Regions from separate parts of the Mus musculus genome. Here all the other regions are linked to region 2. A link is a contact called in public promoter capture Hi-C data. All regions are on one chromosome and are shown on one strand. The core of a region is the stretch at or near the end of the contact, and the rest is flanking DNA. Distances in the headings are between cores, read along the strand shown.

Region 1 (5,744 bases), core at 466-2,965, 2.5 Mb after region 2:
AGCCCTTGGGATTCCAATAAATTATTCCTTTTATAGTCCAGCATACAAAGAGTTCCTTGTAGACAAGCAGCAAACTTAAGCTTTAAAAGAAAAAAAAAAGCACCTAGGACTATGCGGGTTACAATTTGATAAGCTTGAATTTTAACCAAAGTAACTTTCAGTTTTTCAGACTTAAAGAATAAAGTGATAAGGATCACAGTTTATGTATCTTTTTTTAAAACTTTCAAAATCTTAAATTCAATATATACTAGGAGCAAATGGCTAACAAATTTGCAAATTTAAAATTAATCCATTGTCATAAGTCTCTCCAGAATTGGGTCAAGCAACAGGAAATGGTAATTTTTATCACATAAAACTACATCTGGGGGTAAATTGGGGATATAACTTAATTCCCTTTTACTTTAATGCAGTCAGATTGAGTGTCGTGGTTTCTTGTCTATTTTGTGTCTTCAAGAATATTGCAAAAACCTAACCAGCCGATTGCTGTGCAATGTCTCCTTTTCCAAGACCCCCACCCCCACCCCAGATGTAGTCACTTCCTCTGAAAGTGCCTGGTGGCCGAGGCCATGTGCTTGACATGTGGCAACAGGCAAAAGGCTTCACCTATAAAATCAACACCTAAACCCAAGTGAGAACGATTAAACCGTCCTAAAACAGGTTTTCACGGTAATGAAAAATCTAGATTGATCTTTGCCAACTCTACTTCCGAGGCTTTCTTGTAATTTATATCCATTTAATCCGAGAAATATTGGCAAGGACTTCTGCCACCCTGATGGCCTTAAAGGCCTGACAACCTACGGGTCCTATCCACCCGGTTCCCGCTCCATTAAAAAAAAAAAGGGGGGGGGGGGGTGAGGGACCTAAGACTTGACTCTCATCGATCCAGGGAAAGGTGGTTTCTTTTGACTAACGATGTCGAATAAGCTGCTTAAGAATACGAACTACAAGAAATCAGGAGTTTGAATAAAGGTCGCCAGTACAGAGAACCGAATCCAGACTCCCAAGCCTTACAGCGGCGTGCGCGGGCTTCGTCACAGGCCAGGTCCTGAGGCCCCGCAGCCGCTGGCACATGGCCCGCCAGGCCTCCACCGGGCGCTCGGCCTGGGGACCTCCACCTCGACCAGGCTCTCGCCCCCGCCACACCGCCCCGTTCCAGGAGTTCCCGCCACACTGGCCCTCGGCGCTAGGCCCGCGCGCGACTCTCCTCGCCTCGGCCCCAAGGGCGCCGGGCCTCGTCGCCACACGGATGAGGCCTGCGTGGCCCTCGGGGCCAAGAGAGGGCCCCACGCTCCAGCCCTAGTGCCAGCGCCGCAGGACGGACAGGACGCCCGCCACAGTACGGCGGGCCAGAAACTGGAGCCGAGACGCCGCTCGGGCCGAGCCCCGCGCCTGACGCAGCAGGGCGCAGGCCGAGGTGCGGCCGCCATCGCGCCTCGCAGTTCCGGCCCTCCGTCCGTCTCGGCCGCACCAACCCCGCCACCTCCGTTGCGCAGGCTACACCCTCGCCTCTCACCTTCGGCGTCTGAGCTGCCCACAGCGGAGGAGACTCGGACGAAGAACCAAGAAGGCGACTCGCAAAGCAGCGGCTGTTTATTTTCAGGGTCCTTGCCTGCGCCACACGCGGGTCTGCACACGGCCCCACACACGCCGCTGCGCACGGCTCTCCTCCGCCTCGCCCACGGATCCAATCAGCGCAGGAAGCCAGGCCAGCCAATCAGAATCGCCCGCTGGGAGCGCGGCCTCGCGCGAGGGCGGCAGGGGCGGGGCGGACTGCTCCACGCCCAGCCTCTTCCGGCCCGCAGCGCTCGCGGCCTTCCCGCCCGTACCTGGGTTCCGTGTCTACGATGAGTGGTTCGCTGCTTTCCTACTAGCAGTTCGTCCCTCGAACCTTTGCTGGTTCTCTCCAGCCTACGGGGCTGATCCGGGCAGTGGTCGCAGCTTGCGGGAGCCAATCTCCCCCTGCCCGGCCTCCCCTAAGCCTGGTGGGGCTCAGAAGCAGACCAGGTTCCAATACACACACACTTAGGTTTGGGGGAAGGTCTTAGTGGCCTGATCATAGAAGCGGCTGTGGCTACCGTTACGGTCCATGAGATGCGTTTGGGTTTTGTGTTTCCTGGGTATAAACCGACAGCGCGCTGCTAGTGCCCCTGGCTTGCAATAGCCCCAAATGAAAATGCCTAATGAGGTTGAAGATGGTGACAGGTGATTTGTGTCACAACACTTCTTGTGACCCATAATGAATGACATCCCTAGGATTTGTGGATGAGAGGAGGCCAAGAAAGTTATTGCCTGGGCTGCCCCATTCAGGAGTGACCGTCGTTTGCATTTCATGGTGTCTCCAAAATAGATTGTGTGTGTAGTCATAGGTCCTCAAAGCAGAAGATAAATTTTTCCTGTAAGTCCTGGGTTTGATTCCCTAGCGTTACCACACACCCTGAAGACAATTTCTATATAAACTAAAGCATTCTAGAACTCTGTCCCGTTTTAATGATTTTTTTAATACAAACATGAAGAATCTGGAAATCTCAAGTCTCTTGAGTTCTAAAAAGTACTAAAATTTGTCTAGATTTTAGTTTCCGCTAGCGACTTACTCTTTAAACTTACACATGGGCCTGCAGAAATGACTTAGAAGTTGAGAGCAGCCAGGCGTGGTGGTGCATACCTTTAGTCGCTTGCACTTGAGAAGTAGAGGCAGTAGGATCTCTTGTCAGTCCAAGTTCATCTAATCTACATAACAAGTCCCAGGTCAGCCATAGCTACATAGTAAGACCTTTGGGCTGTAGATATGGTTTAGAAGAGCATTTGTCTCGCACAAGACTCTAGATTCCATTTCAACAGAAGAACAAAATGTTCAACCATAGTCAGACCCAGTCTCAAAATAAGCAAAAAAAAACAAAAACAAAAAACAAAAAAAAAAAAAAAACACCAGCAACAACACATGCTGCTATTGAAGAGAACCAGAATTCAGTTCCCAACACCTATATCCTACTAACAACTACATATAACTCCAGGTCCAGAGGATCTAATGTCCTCTAACTTAGGAGGTGCACATAAATATACCCAGCCACATACACATAAATCTTTGTTGTTGTTCTCGTTGTTTGAGGCAGGGTCTCTACATGGCCCTGGCCATCCTGCAACTCACTACTCATAGACCATGCTGATCTTGAACTCACAGAGCGTTGCAGATAAAGCAACTGCAGACAAGCAGCATCTTCATAAATTCTAGCAGTGAGTATGTATAAGGCAAAGCTATATATGAAGCCCCTACTGCTTCAAAACACGAGAACCCTAAACTGCTTTTTGCTTTTAAGACAGGATCTCACTATGTAGTCTTGCCTGGCCTCGAACTCAAAGATATCTGCCTGCCTTTACCTCTTTCTACTAGAATTAAAGGTGCATGACATCATACCAGTCTAAATTAATAATTTTTTGACTTGTTCCTAATTTACCATTTTAAGCACAATCACACATAAACTGTTTGATCTTTCTTTTAGGCCCAGGGATGGAATGTTTCTTATATTAAAAATTGCTTTGAAACTGGGCGTGGTGGTGTGACAACTGATGACTCTTCACTTGGCGCCCAACATTCTCTAATTATCACTATTCATGGAACCAGACTGGCCATGAGGCACTGTGATAGTTGGCAAGGAGATCTATAATGGAAGTTAACTTGTAGTTACTGAATATGTCCACCCATTTCACACAAAATGTTTAAAAATAAGGCAGAAAAACAAAACAAAACAAAACAGCTTTACCAAAAGCTGAGCTGTGGGTCAACCAAGACGGTTCACCAAGTAACATTGTCACTGCCTGGTTTCACAGCCTGGGCTTGATCTCTGAACCCAGATGTGAGAAGGAAAGAATGGATGCTCCTCCGCCCCCAACTTGTCCTCTGACCTCTATACACATGGGATAGCACATTTCCAAATATACACAAGCGTATACATACAAAAATATATAAATAAAGTATATTTTTTTAAGTTAAGCTGTCAATGATGCTGAAGAAATAGACTCCTGCTCTAGTCTCTGCCCTTGGGATGTGTTTTACCCATCCTCCATGCCTGTTCAATGTTAGGCATTGTGCGTAGTGTCACCTGGGTTACAAAGGTATTCAGTTATCCTCTAGACCTTGCTCTTGAAGAACTTGCCGGTTAGCAGGGGCCATAAGAAAGTACTGAATGTTGAAGAGAGGACCAGCGCTATGACTCAGCAGGATTCAGTCCTTAAAACAGGTCACAGTAGAGCAGCTACACTTGCCAACTCTCCATTTCCCATTCAGTGCCCAGCTGCATAGCACATGCCTTAGATTCTGCTGTCAGACTAGGATGATACATAGGTCTTTTCCTTTATGTTTTCTGTGCCAGCAGGGACACTGCTGTGACTTTACTTGGAAAGTATGTGGCTAAGGAAGAGGAGAACAGACTGATGTTTCCACCCATGTACGCCTCCAAAGCAGAAAGGGACTAGACTAAATCCTGAAAAAAGCAGGCTGGGTGTGGTAGAGCACACCTGTAATCCTAGGGATCAAGACCAAGATCGGAAGAACTCAAGCAACTCAAGGACAGCAGACCTACAGAGTGAGTCCCGAGTAGGTCTAAAATGTGAGATGCTGTCTCAGAAACAAAACACCAGGCAAGAAGATGGCTTGGTGATTAAGAGCAGGCTTTTGCAGAGGACAAAGGTCCTGACCCCAGATTACTTGTGACTCCAGCACGGGGATCCCATACCCTTTCCCTAGTGCACACTCACATGTACACGTTCCCACAAAGTCACACGCGCGCACGCGCACACACACACACACACACACACACACACACACAATTACAGTTGAGCCGGGCGTGGTGGCACACGCCTTTAATCCCAGCACTCGGGAGGCAGAGGCAGGCGGATTTCTGAGTTTGAGGCCAGCCTAGTCTACAAAGTAAGTTCCAGGACAGCCAGGGCTACACAGAGAAACCCTGTCTTGAAAAACAAACAAACAAACAAAAAATTTTTAAATATCAAAGAAAAACTAAACTAAAAAAGGAATCAATGATAGGTAGATGACTAAGCATTAAAATTATGAATATAAAGCTTTCATAGAATGTCAGGCATAAAGTAAACAGGATCATTCTGTCATATGCTACTACCAATTGAATGCTGATTCTAGATTGGTTTGGTCTACTTGTTGGTTTGTTGGTTTATTTGCCTCGCCTGGAATTCACTATGTAGACCAGTCTGACCTTGAACTGCACAGAGATCCACCTCTTCCTCCATCAGTACAGGCAAAGGAGGAGCCCGGGCAGGGCTTGAGCCCGTTCTCCTCCCACCTCCATCTCTTCAGTATCACCCGTCAGCATGTGCCACCATCACCAACTGTTTTGGATCTTTATTTATTTAATATTTTATTATGTTGTTTTTGATTCAGGATCTCACATTGTAGCCCTGGCTAGCCTGGAACTCACCAGGACCAGACTGGGTTAGAACCTGCCCCTGCCTCCTAAATTCTGGGATTAAAGGAGTGTGCTACCACCCCCAGGTGGTGTTTTTGTTTTGAGACAAAATTTCCTATAGCCCAGGGTGGGCCCAAACTTGCTACAGAACCCAAATGACCTGAACACCTGAATCTCTAGCCTCTGCCTCCCTGGATGCTGGGATCACAGATAGGCATCACTATGCCCAGCTATGCCAGGCATTTTTATGATTTTCATGAGTTTTCACAAAACTTTTGTAAGTTCTCACCATCCACTCAGCTCCATTCC
Region 2 (5,259 bases), core at 1,926-4,425:
CACTCAAGAGTTTACCTGCCTTGCCATAAAGCAGCACCCGAGAGGGAAAGGGACCCATGCCACGCAACTCCGCAGCTTGAGCTTCCTAAGTCAGATCCTCTGGGTGACAGGGGCTCCACTGCTCCCGCTGCCCCTGCCTCCGAGAGTAAATGTGAATACAGTACTTTCCCACCAGATTCCAAAACTGAGGATATCACCCTCCATCTTCTCTGCCTCAGTGGCTCAGGCCAGGGTGATCAGGAAACACCTCTAGGAGGGGCCATTAGAGTCTGAAGGCTGTGGAACAGAAATGGCCGCCTCCGTTCTCTGTCAGTGGGCATGCCATGAGGCCCAGTGACTAGAGCCCAGAGCGGGCCAACTGTCTGGACTTTCCCTCTGCCCACCCTAAGTGCCCCACTTCCTGCCCTCTCCAACTCTATAAATAATCCCAGGCAGGCAGGGAATCAGCAGAAAGGCAGCCAGGTGGGTGTGAAGTTGAAGCTGGTGGAAAAGATGACTTCTCAAAGTAAATTAAGGCTCCCGTTCAGATCAAGGGATAGCACGTCAGACTCTCCCGGGAGCACTGTTCTTGGCTAAAAACAGGCCCACCTGGACTTGCAGGCTGGGCCAGCTCCACTAAGAAAGATTCAAGGCCAAGGCCAAGAGGGAAGCAAGGGCACTGAGCAACAATAACAACAGAAGTCCAAGAAGCTTCTCCCTGCAAGCTGGTCTCCCCCACCTGACCCTTTCAGTCCACCCGGCCCTAATGCTTACCCCATGTATAATGTACCAGAGTAGCTGAAGGGTAATGGGGCTATGGCAATGGGGAAAGGAAAGAGCTAAGGGAGCAGAAGAGAGCATTCCACCCCACACCCAGCCCCCTGATCGGCCTGGACCAGGAAGGAGGGTGAGGACACAAAAGAGGGAGGAAAAAGAAGAAAACAAGGACCAAGTTATACCTCATGACTCCACACCCAGCAACTAAACAGCAAGTCATGAGGGAAGGAGAGAAGCCAGGGGAGGGAGGATGAAGTCAGGTCACAGCCCTGCCTGGAATGTGCCCAGGTCTATCCCACCCCAGCCACAGTGGGCCAGCCAGGAAAGCCCTTCCCTAGTCATGTTTTGGAAAAAAGAAAAAATTGCTCAAGGTCAGATCCTTTCTATTCAAAGCCTGCTTTCCTCTTCGTCTGCACCAGGCTGAAGGCTCATCCCTCTCCAGCAAGCCTTCTTTGACTTACTCAAAACCAGCAAACCTTGCCTAGCAGTTCTCCTACGGAGGGACACCACTCTGCACCCATTCTCTGGGACCCCACCCAGGAGGCTTAGAAATTAACTGGCCCAAGCAAGCCACAGCAGGTGGTCAGCCCTGGGGACTGACTTCTACATGGTCCCTGGCCCAAACAGGAAAAGGTGATCCAAGTCTTAGGTCTTTTATTTTGTTTATTTGGTTTGGTCTTCAAGGCAGGGTTTCTCTGTGTAGCCTGGCTGGCCTGGAATACAGAAATACACACAGCTCTGTCTCTCAAATGATGGCGTTAAAGGTGTGTGCCACCACAGCAAAGACAAATCTTAGGTTTTGATCTTAACCCTACAAAGGACACACTCTGACAAAATAAATGTTTAACCTCCTACCCTTCCCAGGCTTTGGTGTCTCTGGCCTTTGAACCCAGCATTGGGGAGGCAGAGACAGTAGAATCTCTGAGTTCAAAGGCAGCCAGGTCTACATAGCATGTTCCAGGACAGACAGCGCTACGTAGAAAGACCCTGTCTCGAAACAAAACAAAACAATAAGAACTTTTCCTATCCTTTCTAGAGAAAATAATCCGGAGAACTGAGGGCATTATAACCACTGTCCCACTGACCCAAGCTGATTCAAATGTACCCTTCTTTACTCCGAGGTGGGCCAATGCTCTCAGTCCTGGTACCCTAAGACAGAGTCACAGAGTACGTCTATACGGTGAGGTGTATCCCTGAACGTTCAAAGGCCAAGTGTCCTGTGTAACCCCTGGGAAGGCTGGGGTGTCTCCCTTCAATCTTGCCTTGGAAGATAACACCTCACCTTCCTGCTTCTACAAGGTGAGACTTCCTCTCCACTACCTACAGGCTAGTCACCTCTTTGAGGAAAAGAAGGCAGACCCTGAAGTCTTTAAATTTCCCTTCTTGAATTCCCACAGCCTCAGAATCCCATTCCGAACTTTCCTTGGCCATGTACTGCCAACGCTTGGTCACTACACCAACTCCATCAGGCCTTCCAGGCCCACCAGGCTGCTGGGGAGACAGTCAGGGGGAATTGGGGAGGGCAGAAGGCTGAATGAGAAGTAACAAACAGTATACGGGTTTGTGTCCTTGAGTGGGAGGACCGGGTCCAGACGTCCCAACCAGCCCCGCCCGGTTAGGCCTTCAACCGTTTTTGTCCCTGCTCCCAGCGCCCCAGACTCACTGCGTGTGCTGGGCGCGGCCTGCGCGGAAGACCTCGTCCAGAGCTACGGTTGCCCGGCCCAGAAACTTGTCCACGCCGATGAGTGAGCGATGCATGGTGGTGAGCACGAGCTCGCAGGCGGCGTTGGGGCCGGAGGCCCAGGGCGCAGGGCCCGCATCTGCCTCCTGTGCCCGCAGCAGGCCGTCCAGGGCTCCAGGCGGTAGCTCGAACGAACACTCTTCGCACCATTCCGGGCAGCCTTGCGTCTTCTCCACTACCGAGGTGCTGTACTTCTCTCGGCCCACCTGGATCACCGTGTACGCGTCGCTGGTGCTGCCGGCGCCCGAGCTCTTGCCCCTCAACCCGCTGGCCCGCAGCACGGTCACCTGGACATGCGTGGGCAGCCAGCGGGAGGATCCGGCCGCCGGCTCAGGGTCCCGCACCAGAGCCATGGCGGACCCTGGGACAGAGTGACAGACGTGGCAGCCGCGGGATGCTGTCAGGAGCCGGCTCCCCCGCGCCGCCTGCAGCGCACCGACCGCCGCAGCTGCGGGCTGGCCTGGGCCAAGCGGGCCGCCGCCTCCCCGCCGCCCCGCCTCCCGGGCGGCCGGCCGCCCCGCGACGTCACGCCCCGCCTAGGCCCAGGCCAGGCCCCGCCCCCAGTTCCACCAGCATATAGCTGCCTAAGAGCTAAAGAAACCCAGAGAGGGGCGCGGCCTCTGCAAAGATGTGGGCGGGGCTTTCTCACTGGCCCAGCCCCTCTGGGGGAACCTCAAGCTCCCGCTGCTCTTCTAAAAGGTGACCGGTGCAGAAGGGCGCGGCCTCTGCGTGTGTTGGGGGAGAGGATTGAGATCTGGCCATGCCTTAATCACGACCGGATTCGCTTGTGCACAGTGCGGAACTGCAAAGGAAGAAATGGAGGGGGCTAGGGACGAAGGCCGCTTGCAGCCTCTGCAGAGAGGTGGGCGTGGTTACCACCATGGCCCCGCCCCGTTTAGGCAGCGACTCCAAGCTAGAGAGCCGAACCTCTCTGCATAACTATCCACCGCGCTCTACCTGGACAGTGTCAGGGTTTTCTGCAAGCTCCTGTACTCCTGAAAGCCCTCGCTGCTTCGAAGATCCATTCTGCTCGGCGTGGATTTGAGGGTAGATAAGATGCCTACTCTAGAGACCCCCTAAATCGCACATGCGCTCCCATTTTCAACTCTCTACATATATGTGATGACCTAGAGCCGCCGCTGGGAAATCACTGGAGTGGGACTTAAAACAATCTTTTTCTGCTTTGATTTTTCCCCCACTCCCTTTTTTTTTTTTTTTTTTTTTTTTGGAAACGGAGTCTCTTCTGGCTCTCCTGGAACCTGCTATGTAGATTACGGCTCGAATTGTTAAATTCCTGCCTCCACTGAGTGCTGGGATTAAAGGCGTGCCCACTGGTTTTAAAACTTTTGTGTGGCCAGGTGTAGTAGTGCTCACCTTTAATCCCAGCACTTCCACTTGGGAGGCAGAGGAGGAAAGATCTTTTTGAGTTTGAGACCAGCCTGGTCTACATAGTGAGTTCCAGGCTAGCTAAAACATTAGCCTTATATACAAACAAGGCAAACAGGGCCTTGTTGGTAGTAGACAAGCATTCTACCACAGGACTAATCTTCCACCTCTAAATCCATTCATACTTGCCTACTGTGTGTTGTGTTCTGAGAACTGCCAGCACACTTGTTTCATTATTAAGATAATGGTTAATAATTATGGATGCTGAATTTCAGCAAGAGTCGGCCAACAACTGACTCATGAGCTTTCTGTGCATGACCTCACTCATTCTTCAGAGCCACCCTATATGTGAATTTGGTTTCCCAGAAGGCAGAATTATAGGTTAGATAAATTTACCTAAGATGCATAACAAAGAAGCTGTTGTAGCACAGCCTATAATCCCAGGACTCTGAAGGCAAATTCAAGGCCAGCCTGGGCTACATGGTGAGCCTTTACTTTTTTCTGTTAACTTTCAGAGCCTACCCTTAAATTAGATTTTTTTTTTCAATTTTCAAGACAGAGCCTCTCTGTGTAACCTTGGATGTTGTGGAACTCTCTTTGTAAATCAGGCTGGCCTTGAACTCACAGAGATCCACCTGCCTCTGCCTCCCAAGGGTTGGGATTAAAGCCATGCATCACCACTGCCTGGCTTAGAATATTTTTTAATAATGTATGCATATATACTCAGGACAAAAACAAAACAGTAGGCAACAAGGTGTCTTCATTGCCACTAAACCTGACAACTTGAGTTCGATCCTCCTCAGGACTCACGTGATAGGAGAGAGCTAATTCCAGCAAGTTGTTCTCAGACCTCCACAAGTACACCGTAGCACACTCTCTCACACCAAATATAATAATAAAACTTTAAAAACATCGGAAGGGGAGAAGAAAGAGAATTCAAAAGTCCTCCCTTCCTAGATCCTGGGGTATATCTTTTACTTTATTCTGTCTGTCTTTCTGTCTGTCTGTCTCTGCGGGGGGCAGAAGGTGTCAGAGAACAATCCTTGGGCCTCAGTTCTCACTGGATCACCTGAGGTCATTAGGCTCTGTGGCAGCTACCTGCTCTACCTACTGAGCTTTCCTATCTGATTATACTTACTTTAAATTTTCTATTTGAGACGGGGTCTAACCGTGTAACACTGGCTGGCCTCAAACTCACAAGAAGCATCGTCCTCCCTCTGCCTCCCAAGTGCTGCTATTAAAGGTATTCTCCACTATTCCAGGCCCTTTAGTAACTTAATTTTGAGATAGGGTCTTTGTAGCACAGGCTGGCCTTGAAATCACCATAAATTGGCTTTGAACTCCCGAGCCCTCCTAACTTTCCCTTCAGAGTTCTG
Region 3 (5,256 bases), core at 504-3,003, 2.3 Mb before region 2:
GCGCTGAGGAGGCCTGCAGGAGAGAGAACAGCATGGATGACTGAAGGACCTGAGCTACAAGAGTGCTCTGAAATGTCTGCCAGTGGAAGTGTGGGGTGGTTGAGGGTCCTGGCTTGGAAGGGGCTACTGGTTCTGCATCCAAGAGCTTCAGGTCACTCACGAAGGTCAAGCAGTGAACCGGTTGGAACAGGGCCAGCCCCGTGGCATGCCCCATGGTAAGCCAACAAGTTGATTTCACGCTGCCGCTGTTGCTGTTGCAGCCTGAGTTTAGCCCTTCGGTGGCGGAAGGCACAACAGCAGCTAAAGAGGATGAGGACAGTCCAAAGCAGCCAGAACCCTGCAGGAGGCAAAGAGGGCACAACTCAGACCACCACCCCAGACTCCAGCCCTAAGCAGAGAAGGGTCTTTGGTAGCTGAGTTCAGAAATCCAAGGGAGGATGGGCATGGAACCTGAGATGGATCCCTTTGAAGACTCACACCAGAGTTCATAGTAGTAGGTGCAGCAGCCAGTCTCCCCACAGCAATGACCAGTCTCACAGAGGTAGGGCTGGGTATTCACTCCTGGGCACAGCTCTCGAAGCTGGAGGCAAGGAGGCACTAAGAACCAGGGGCTTCTACCCAAGGCCCTGTCCACCCCCACCTCCTGCACGCACATACAGTCCCACCCACGAGCCGACCTAGCTTGGAAGGATGGCATGGGATGCTAAAAGGAGGGTCTATATGTAGGGCTATCAGTATGGAAGATTTAAAATGCCAGAAACTAGTGAGAAAGTAAAGTGTAAATACAGAGAAAGTGATATCAGTTCTTTAAACCCAATACTTTTCTCACAGAAGCCTGGCCCCAAGGGTGGTTTTTTGTAGGCTAATGTTTTAAAAGAAACAAAACATAGTGTGACAATGGGTAGGAATTTAAGGCCATTTCCAAAGCTAAAAAGCTTTCAACATCTCCCACCCCAAAGGTCTGCCTCCCACACCCCCAAGATGGTTTTTTTTTTCCACCCCTGGGTCTCAAGCTCCCTGGGGTAGAGGAGGCACAGTGTGAGACCCAGAGCAGTGCTCCCAACCAGATGGGATTGCTGTGGATGATAAAGGATGGTATCCAGGGCGCGAGTCTGGGTTCCAGCTCGTCTCCAAATTGCTCCCTCAAGAGAAGATGCTGCCGGACTCTGCTGTGACAATAGGCACAGAGAAAAACATCACAAATAACTGCTGCAAGACAGAGGGAACCTCCCTGGGGGTTTCACTACGCCTCTGGTAACTGGAGAGCCACTGCAGGCTTGCATTGCAACCATGAGATGGGGTCTAAGAGGGTGCAGGTAAAGTCAACTGCATCTACGTAATAAGTCTAGACAAAGAGTAGAATGGTCATGTTCAGGAACTTCAGAGTACCTTTGGCTCCATGAGCTCCTCCCCCACCCCGGACAGGAAGTGACAGGAAAGGGGAAAGAGAAATAAATGGCTGTAGTGAGATAAGCTTTTAGAGCTGCTGGGATACCTGCTGTTGCGGCGCCTGAAGTGACCCCCAGGCCTCTTCGCTGCTGTTCCTGCTGCTGGCCCGAGCCATGCCTCCACCTACAGACCCCTGAAGACCACAGCCTCCTCCACCGCCAGCTGCCCCGCCCCTGCCACCTCTGCCGCCACTTCCATGGTCCCTGCCCGGCCCATCGCCACCGGTGCCACCATCACTCCGCGGCCGGAGCTCCCGGCCGGGGAGAGCACCTCCAGAGGACACAGTTGCTCAGTCCAGCCAATCAGAATCGCTAACTAACAGATCAGCCAATAGGAACCGGTCACAGGTTTCTCCTTTTGCCCAATCCGCAGCGGCGCCTGTGCCGCTCTCCCAGACAACAAGAACTCACACAGACAAAGACAGGGGAAAGGCTCGACCAAATGCCTGACTGACAGCAACAATAGCCAGTACGGACAACAGAACAAGCTTTGACTTATCGGCCAATGAACGGCCGTTCAGCACAAAAATTTTCGCCGATTGGCTGAATGACTTTACACACTCAGGTTCAGACTCCGCCGGCTTCCCACTCCAGCAATTCGATACAAGCTGAGGCACTGTACGAAATTTAATAGGGTGGGGGAGACAGCAGGAATGTGGCGTGGGAGAGGTCTTAGGTGGCCAGGAGTGGGGACCCCGGGCCCTCGGGCCCTCCCAGCCGTAGCTGCAGGTTGATGCGGTAGCACTGTAGGCTGCAAAGGGCCTGGCCGGTGCGGGAGCAGGCATAACGACGCGGGTGGGGGCAGCCGGGGACAGAGCATCGTGGAGCGGGGCCCGATGGGGCAGGCCGCTGTGCCACCGCCGTGGGTGTGGGAACGCCGGGAGGAAAAGACAAGGTGGAGCCCTGTGCCCCGCTGCAGTAGCGCACCATGGGTGCAGGGGCCGGGGCAGCAGCCCGTCCTCCGCGCCGCTCGCCCCGCGCCGCCCCGCGCCCTCCACGCCCGCTAGGAGCGGCCGTCTTGGTGAGGCGCTCAATTGTCTGATTTTTGTGCTCCTCGGCCCTCCTCGCCGCCTGCAGCCGCCGCTTCCGTGCACGCTCCTCACGCTTCAGCAGCATCTCTTCGGTGAGGGCAGGGGCAGGGCAGCCCCCACCCACTGGCAGAGGCAGAGTCGGGGACGGCTGGCTCCGCGCCTTCTGGAGGAGGGCTCGCTGGGGAAAGAGACAGAGGATGTCTGAGAACCAAATGGCGAGGTTTTTGGGGTCACCCACCCCTATTTTCGTTTGTTTTTGTTTCGAGGCGGTCTCACTATATAACTTTGGCTGCCCTGTAAGTCACTATGTAGACCAGGCCAGCCTGGAGCTCACACTCTTGCCTCTGTTCCCTAGGTGCTGGGATCAAATGCTTGTGCCACTGTCCCCATCTTTAGGGACCCTTAATACCACACTTCTCTTCCCAGGGTTCCTGCCTCTCACTCAGGTCCAAAGGAGGAAACAAAAGTATGGTACCCTGCCTGCCCCTTGTGTAGGTTTTTGTTGTTGCTGTTATTTTAAATAGTATCTCAGGAAAAAACATCAACTTGGATTTGGCTCAAACCAAAAAGAATTACCCTGGATTCCTTTTTTCTCCCACTAAGTAGCTACTTCCGTCATACATCCAGGCTTCAGTGCAGGTTTCTCTATTCCTTTTACTACTTTCTTCTGGACTCGGGCCATCACCAGCTCTCCCAGTTTCCACACCCCATACCCCTCTCCCAGTTTATTGATTGATTGTGTCAGGCTATCTATATGTATTTTTAGATGCCTCGGAATTTGTAACCATCCTCCTGTCTCTCAAGCTCTGGGGCACAGGTCTGCGCCACGACAGCCTACACTTCAGCAGCTTCCTAAGGAAATTCCTTACCCCTACTAAGCTTCACAGCACATAATTGCCAAAGTAATTAAGCCAGCTATGTCACTTGTCAGTATATATCCCCCTGGGTGACCTGGCCACACTCTCCTTCTGGGTCTCTGTGCCCCTGGGCTCTATGTCAGCTGGCCTCTCTGTCTGAGAAGCTCCCCTGGTACTGGAAATGTCATCTCTTCAAAGGCATTCTAGACTGGAAAGACTACTCAGCGGCGAGGAGCACCGGCCCTTGGGGAGGACTCTCATTCAGTTCCCTGCACCTACATGGCAGCTCTCAACTGTCTGTAAATCTAGTTCCAGGAGTTCTGATGACCAATGGCCTCCATGGGCAACGGGCACACACTCATCCACATAAAGTAAATACGATTTATCTTTAAAAAACAAAAGAAAACAATGAGCTAGTCCCCACAACTACCCTAATGTTTCTGTCTTGGCAATTTCTACTTCAGCATTCCTATTTTCTGTAGGATTTTTTTTTTTTTTTAAGGTTTATTTATATGATCACACTGTAGCCCTCTTCAGACACACCAGAAGAGAGCATCAGATCCCATTACAGATGGTTGTGAGCCACCATGTGGTTGCTGGGTGTTGAACTCAGGACCTCTGGAAGAACAGTCAGTGTTCTTAACCATTGGGCCATCTCACCAGCCCTATTTTCTGGAGTTTTAAAAAGTTACTTAGGAGCTCTGTGTGTGTGTGTGTGTGTGTGTGTGTGTGGCAGTACACACCTTTAACTCCAGCACTTAGGGGCAAAGGCAAGCATATCCCAGTCAGGGCTTAAATACTAAGATCCCAATTCAAAAAGGAAAGTCATTTACCTTCTGTCAGCATGCACTTGAATATCCACCCACCTTCCTTTCCTGTTCCTCTCACTGCCTAAGAAACAACAAGCTCTCCATATGTTTGTCGAGTGAATACAGATGGAACTAACTTACCTGTCTCGCTGTAAGCAGCCGCTCATTGATCTCCTTCTTGAGGTCTCCGTTGTCATCCAGCTCTCCCTTCTCCAGGGCGTCTAACCATCTCTGTTCCTCCTCTTCCTCCTGGCCCTCCAGATCCCCTGGCAGGTCCCGAAGTGGGGAGGGGGACAGATTACTGTCTTCATCTGGGTGGGAAAGTTGAAGGAAAGTGCAAACATTAATTTATCGAAGTTGGTCCTAGTACACTGAAAATTCTCAGACCCCACCCTCTTCCTTTTGCTGGTTAGAAATGAGCAACCCAGCTTTGCCACCTCTACGGTCTTCTCACCCAGCCAGGCGCGGTACTGCTCCAGAGGTACGCCTTCCATAGGTTCCTCTTCATTATCCACCACCATCAGGGGAGACGGTGAGCGAGGCCCCTCAGGAATCACAGTGAAAGTGGGGACACTGCAGAGTAGAAACACTACTCTAAAGTGAACAAGCGGCTGGCTCTCTCCTACTTTGGAGCTACAAACAGCTTTTCCGACCTGCTGGGATTCTTGCTGCCTTAACTTGGACCCAGCCCACCTGCTACTGAATTTTCCCGAGTTAAATACTTGATCTCACCTCTTGGTGCCCAGGACCTGTCCACCCAGCTTGATTTTAAGTTTAAGTTGGGGCTTGGCAGGAGTCTGCAGCGTCGGTCCGGCCTCCTCTTCCTGATGATGCTTTTTCTTGTGTTTCTTTTTATGTTTCTTGTGTTTTTTCTTGTGTACTCCGTGGCCGTGGGCACCTGCCAGGCTCAGCTCCAGCGTTTCCCCTGCGGAAGGAGAGCCTGTCTGAGGGGATCGGCCAAAAAGTGGCAGGGGGAAGATCTGACTAACCTAACAATTCAACTGAGTCCCACTCTTCCCACGTTATTAGCTGTTACCATAACAACAGCCCCGCCTCGCTCCTTCCCACCTGTGGCGGGCAGACCCGGCTCCACCGGCTCCACGGAGTTACA
Region 4 (5,558 bases), core at 344-2,843, 2.7 Mb before region 2:
TTCTAATTCCCCAAGAATGGAAAATGTTCCTTTTTTTTCTATCAAAACAGGGAGAATTGCTGCCATGTATACAAAGGAAAACCACACATCTGTTTTATAAGGTTTTATAAGGTTTGAAGCTCACATCATCAACAGAGAAATAGTCTGTGCAGGCAGTGAACTCACCTTCTAGAAAAGCGAATTCATCCACAGCTTCTATTGCATTATCTGAAACACAAGGTAAAGGGATACTTGATTGGCTCTTGCCATTCAGACATCAGACCCAACATGGAATTTTATGCAAATGACATCACTTACAAACTGTAACCCAGAGGTCCTAAGATCCATCTTTACACTCACTATTCTTTTAACTGTCTCACCTCAAAAGCCAGCGAAAATGCTGTTCAAGGCATCCTACAATCCTGTCTTATTCCAAAATTCACTTTTCTCTCTACTCTAAAGACACTAGAACAAGGCCGGGCGTGGTGGTGCACGCCTTTAATCCCAGCACTTGGGAGACTGAGGCAGGTGAATTTCTGAGTTCGAGGCCAGCCTGGTCTACAGAGTGAGTTCCAGGACAGCCAGGGCTGCAGAGAAACCCTGTCTCGAAAAACAAAAACAAAAAAAAAAGATACTAGAAAAAGAGTTTGGCAGCATAGAAGGGAATGAGAGGTACAGTCTCTAAAGGCTTACACATGTGGAAGGGTTACCAGGTAGACAAATAAACCAAAAGCCAAATTTCCCCTTGCTTCAATGATGCCTTGTGAAACAGCTATAAGAAAGCCCAGCCCATAGCTCCCCTGTCCACCCTGGGGTACCACAGCGACTCTACCCAAATCTCTCCTCTGGAGAGTTTTCCTCTTTCCTTGTTGAGCACAGCAGTAGGCATCTTTTGCGATAGTCTCCACGAACAGTTCCTGCAACAAAAAAAAAAAAAAGCAAGCAGAGATTAGTGGACTCTAGCCCACTGAGATGAGCAATCCTGTGTAGACGTGGACAAGAAGGGTAAAGGGGGAACTCTACCACACAGGAAAGTTCTAGAAGCTACCATTGTACTGAACTTATGAAAATACTTCTGCTATCCCTCTCCATAGCTCCAATCCCCCTGCTCTAATATCTCCAAATCCACCCTACTCATTCATTAGGATCCCCTTCAAGTTCTGTGTGAGCCGTGGGAGCCATGCAAACTAAATTTGCGTGGGTCCTCGTGAAGAGGAGAGTGGCTAACCAACTCAAACGGGGCCCACAGAGGCCTTCCTAGGTCTCAGTCAAGTCAGGTCGGCGTACCAGGGCCCGCCACGCCCCCTAGCGCCACGCCCCCTAGATGCCACGCCCCTTTCCCCGACCCAGGCGCCCTTGCTTCCCCGTCGCACCGCGGCACGCGCCAGGATAAAGATGGCTTCCTGTCCCGCCAGCGTTACGTCAGGGTCTGCCTTCACCAAGGCCTTTACTCTCGCCAGAGGCAGCCTCGAGAGGCGAACTCCCCCGGGTGCACTCGTCGGGGCTTGGGCCTGCGAAGCCGCTGCCTCCCCTCCGGGAGCCTCTTCCTCTCTGGGCGTCCCGCTCCCAGCAGCCGCCGCTGCCGCCATCCCCTCCCGAAACGTGTGGCGCGCGGTCGCTGACTGAGCGCGCGCACGCGATTTCGGCCCCTTTCCCGCGCCGGGTAGAGACCACGCCTCTCCGTGTGGGCGTGGCCCCACCCTCACTAGGCGTGGCGCGCCAGAACCGCCCCCTCTGACTCCGGGGTCTGATGTACTCTTCCGGGCGGCCACAGCCTGGAAGCGGCCGGGCGTGGCCTAGCTGAGCCGGAAGTCCGGATGCTTCTCTAGAGCCTCAGTAGGTGCTGAGTTTAACCTCTAGGCCAACAGGAGGGGAACCCGTGGGTGTCCCCACAACGCTGCCCCGCGCAGCGACAGACCCGGGCCAGCGCCGGGGATCATGTTTTAGGTGGAATGGGACGTTTGACGGGCAGAATTGGAAGTGCGGTTTAGTGGGAGGAAACCACTGCAAAAAAGGCGTGCAGACACGGAGAGCAAGTTTTGTCTGTGGTTGGTCAAACAAGGGTTAGCTCAGAACACTGATCTCCTTACTCAAAACAACAAAACTAAAAACTGTGTTCTCTAGGAACATTAATTGCATAGGGTTTATGTTTTAAAATACTAGTATGTAGTGTTGGCAAAACATTATCATGACAAGTAACTTTTCAAAAACAAAAATTGGCGGGGCGGTGATGGCACACGCCTTTAATCCCAGCACTTGGGAGGCAGAGGCAGGCGGATTTCTGAGTTCGAGGCCAGCCTGGTCCACAAAGTGAGTTCGAGGACAGCCAGGGCTACACAGAGAAACCCTGTCTCGAAAAAACCAAAACCAACAAAACAAAACAAAAACAAAAATTGATGAGAAAAAAATTAATGTCTCCTTTAGAAAACAATTTGATCGTCTAGCTGCTTCTCAACATTTTACTATCTGTTTTTTTGCATAGTTATGGAAAATTCCACTGCACCTTCTTGAGAGAATGAGAATGACTAAGATTAAGATAACTTTTACCAGGTGTGGTGGTGCACGCCTTTAATATAAGCACTCAAGTAGCAAAAGCACATCATGCTCTTTGAAACCAGCCTGGTGTACAGAGGGAGTTCCCAAGCCAGCGAGGACGACATAGTAAGGCCCTATCTTTAAAACAGAAAATCGCTTTGACCTCGCCGGCCTCTGCAAAGGATCTCCAAGAAGCCTCTCCCTGCCTCTTCTTACCTATGAGTTCTCATACCGAACCAGAGATCTGGCATGGAAGTGTGGCAAATATTCGCAATAGGCAAGAGAGACAACTCAGTAAAGTGTATGCTGCTCATCAAGGACCTGAGTTCGAATCACCAGAACACAGTAAAAGGCTAGTGTGATAGAACTCCTGTAACTTCTGCACTAAGAGAACAGGATTGCTTAAGTTCTTTGGCCAGCTAAGCTAGCCGAACCAAATCAGTGAGCTTGTGGACCTTGGGCCTTTATACCAACAAATGCATCCAACACACACTAAATTTTTAATATAAGGCATAATAAGAACACTGTGTACCTAGTTAATTGCTTTATATAAATATTAATGTTTAGTCATAATGCCTGTACTATTGATGCAGGTAAGTAATTTTATTTACAGCTATGAGTGAGCCACAGACTGTTCCACAGTGTACCTGTGGAATAAGGGGAAGCCAAGGGCTCATTGCATAATAACCTGAAATCATTTACTTCCAAATTTAAGCAATAAACTTTAACTGGGTCTATACACAGAGGCCCCACTGGAACAAAATGAGTTTTGGCCAGAATTAAAAGCTCCAGGGGAGGAGCGATGAGTTACATTGTACCAGAGTTTTCCTTAGGACCTTTGTCTTGAGTGCTCTCTACTGTGTACTTAAGAAAAAAAGAAAAAAAAAAACCAAGAAACTTTATTCTTATTGGTTGATTGTTCGTAGAAATTGATTACATAGATTTCCAATCTTTTCACCCCAACTTTGAAATGATTTAAATCCAATGTAACCTGTAAGGATCACTGTACTGGGCTCCTTCCACCCTCTCAATTTTGTAACACCTCCAGGTCCTCTCTGCACCTGGACCATATAGACTGGGTCTCTAGTTCTTTTGTTCTTCCCCCAAAGCTTTTATCTACTTCAGATCCCAGGTTCTCTTCATTATGGAAACTTCTCTTCCCACCTAAAGCTCCACAGATGAAGTTAAATCAGTCATACTACTGAACACCTGTCCTTTAGAGTGCTGGTCCCACAGTAGCACGGAGCCTCTCCCTGTGCATTTTACTTCTCTAGTCCTACTTTCCCCAGATTGAAAATTCCTGAAAGGAGGTGTTCTGTCTGGTTTTGTTCGTTGTCTTGAGACTATGATAAAGTACCCAACACTTGGGTATTCAGTAAGTATTTACAGAGTCAATGGATCATTAACAATAGCTCATCTGAAACTAAAATCGCCTCAGAAGGCATGTTAGAATCTGAGGGCAAAAGTCATTATCTGAAAATGTCTGCTAAGGGTCTCTAGTCCTTTCTGCACTGTTTTAGACAATCATTTTTTTTTCCTGGTATTATGAGACTGTAGCCCAGGCTAGCCTAGAACTGGTGACAGTCCTCCTGCCTCGGCTTCCCAAGTGATGGAGTTACAGGCTCCAGCCTTTGCATTCAGCTTTAAGCAATCAACTTGACATTTGCTTATGGACTTTGTTTAATAGAAAGCAAATACATTTCATAACTTTAAATCCCTGAAAATCAGTTAGAAGGTATACTGAGGCCTTTGGTCACGTTCTCCCTTTGTTCACAGCGGCCCTGCTCAGAAGGCAGCACTCAGCTTGTCCTGAGCTCTCCTCTGTAGGATCCAGCTGCCCTTGGGATGGTTTATGAGCCTCTCTGAATGGCAGTCACGAAGGACAGAAGGCTATCCTAACTCATTCCCAGCAGATTACTTTTCAGTTCAGTGGTCTGCAATATTGGATTTTTTTATTCTCAAGAAGTAATGTGAAGAAAAGGAACTGTGGCTAGTCTATAAGAAGAGAACAGAGGGGAGTGTGAGGTTCAAGCCCTCTGTCAATGAGCTCTGTCACAGTAACTTGGCAGTCATAAACTAAAGTGATGCGTGGAGCTGAGTATGATGGTGCTGAAAGATGGCCACAACCCTGAGGCTAGCCTGATCTACACACTGAATTCTAGAGCAGCCAGTGCTATATAGCAAGACCCAACCTCAAACAAAACAACAACAAACATAATATTTGGAATTGTTTTCCAAATAAGCATACATTTAAGAATCATGTATTAGTCTTTTACTACTTATAATTAGAAGCATTTTTAAATATCTTCATTAATTCATTGGGAATCCCATACAGCATATTTTAAGCACATTCACCTGAAACTCCTCCTGTTAACTCCTTCCAGCTCCATTCCCACTCCACTATGACCCAATTTTCTGTCCTCTTTTATTTTGAACTAGTTCTTAATGCTAAGTTTAATTTCCAGAGAATATGTAAGTTGTTATGAGGGTTTTTCTGTGTGTGTGTGTGTGTGTGTGTGTGTACCTAAGAGATCAGAGGATTGGGTCTGCTTAGAACCACCCAGCATGGATTCTGGAGATTGAGCCTGGGTCTTCTGAGACAAGTGCTCTTAACTGCTGCATCATCTCTCCAGGCCCCTCTGAGGAATGGTATTCACAAAGATTAATTTTAATTTTATTCTCTTTTATGTTGTTTTATTTCAGTTTGGTTTTTGAAAGAGAGGTGGAATTAGTGGCAGTCCTCCTGTCTCAACCTCCCAAATACTCTGATTATAGATATATAATACCCAGCTGAGACTGCAAGTTGTCTCACCCATCGTGCTTGCTAGCTAGACTGAGACACACTATGAAATTCAGGGTCCTATGAGCCCAACCATGATGGCCTTGGCCTACCTGGAAAGCCTCCATATAAGCTGAGATGAACCTGGTAGCAGGCATCATCAGGAAGTCAGTTTGTATAACCATCATTCTGTTCACTTGCAGAAGAGCAATTAGAAGCTTCAGCTGCTTCTGGAAGAGGCAGCAGAATCCCTACCCGACGGGCA

What was found. Promoter capture Hi-C pulls out the DNA fragments that hold promoters and counts their contacts.
Region 1: a contact with region 2 is called in a promoter capture Hi-C map of liver, with 2.7 times the contacts expected there. The contact joins the promoter of Cnbp here to the promoter of 4933423K11Rik in region 2.
Region 3: a contact with region 2 is called in a promoter capture Hi-C map of pre-B cells, with 3 times the contacts expected there. The contact joins the promoter of Wbp1 here to the promoter of 4933423K11Rik in region 2. A contact is called at or near these places in 2 of 39 promoter capture datasets (frontonasal cranial neural crest and pre-B cells) and 1 of 9 other capture datasets (liver).
Region 4: a promoter capture Hi-C map of pre-B cells shows a contact between it and region 2, with 5 times the contacts expected there. The contact joins the promoter of Pole4 here to the promoter of 4933423K11Rik in region 2. A contact is called at or near these places in 1 of 39 promoter capture datasets (pre-B cells) and 1 of 484 Hi-C or Micro-C datasets (CD4 T cells).

The regions. Positions count from the first base shown.
Region 1 is chr6:87,849,391-87,855,134 of GRCm38.p6, forward strand. Cnbp (cellular nucleic acid binding protein) reads right to left here and starts at 1,716. Exons shown (of 5, transcript NM_001347325.1): 1 at 1,514-1,716. It overlaps Gm44064 (WAS/WASL-interacting protein family member 2), which reads left to right and starts at 112. Exons shown (of 2, transcript XM_030255689.1): 1 at 112-117; 2 at 970-2,923. The coding sequence starts at 112. The coding sequence ends at 1,848.
Region 2 is chr6:85,371,679-85,376,937 of GRCm38.p6, forward strand. 4933423K11Rik (a long non-coding RNA gene) reads left to right here and starts at 3,176. Exons shown (of 4, transcript XR_869208.2): 1 at 3,176-3,544. Rab11fip5 (RAB11 family interacting protein 5 (class I)) reads right to left here and starts at 2,956. Exons shown (of 6, transcript NM_001003955.2): 1 at 2,420-2,956. The coding sequence starts at 2,850.
Region 3 is chr6:83,119,708-83,124,963 of GRCm38.p6, forward strand. Wbp1 (WW domain binding protein 1) reads right to left here and starts at 1,754. Exons shown (of 5, transcript NM_016757.2): 1 at 1,496-1,754; 2 at 1,065-1,169; 3 at 478-580; 4 at 161-337; 5 at 1-13. The coding sequence starts at 1,564. Ino80b (INO80 complex subunit B) reads right to left here. Exons shown (of 5, transcript NM_023547.2): 2 at 4,878-5,070; 3 at 4,600-4,718; 4 at 4,287-4,456; 5 at 2,058-2,657. The coding sequence ends at 2,121.
Region 4 is chr6:82,651,272-82,656,829 of GRCm38.p6, forward strand. Pole4 (polymerase (DNA-directed), epsilon 4 (p12 subunit)) reads right to left here and starts at 1,594. Exons shown (of 4, transcript NM_025882.3): 1 at 1,353-1,594; 2 at 812-896; 3 at 166-207. The coding sequence starts at 1,568.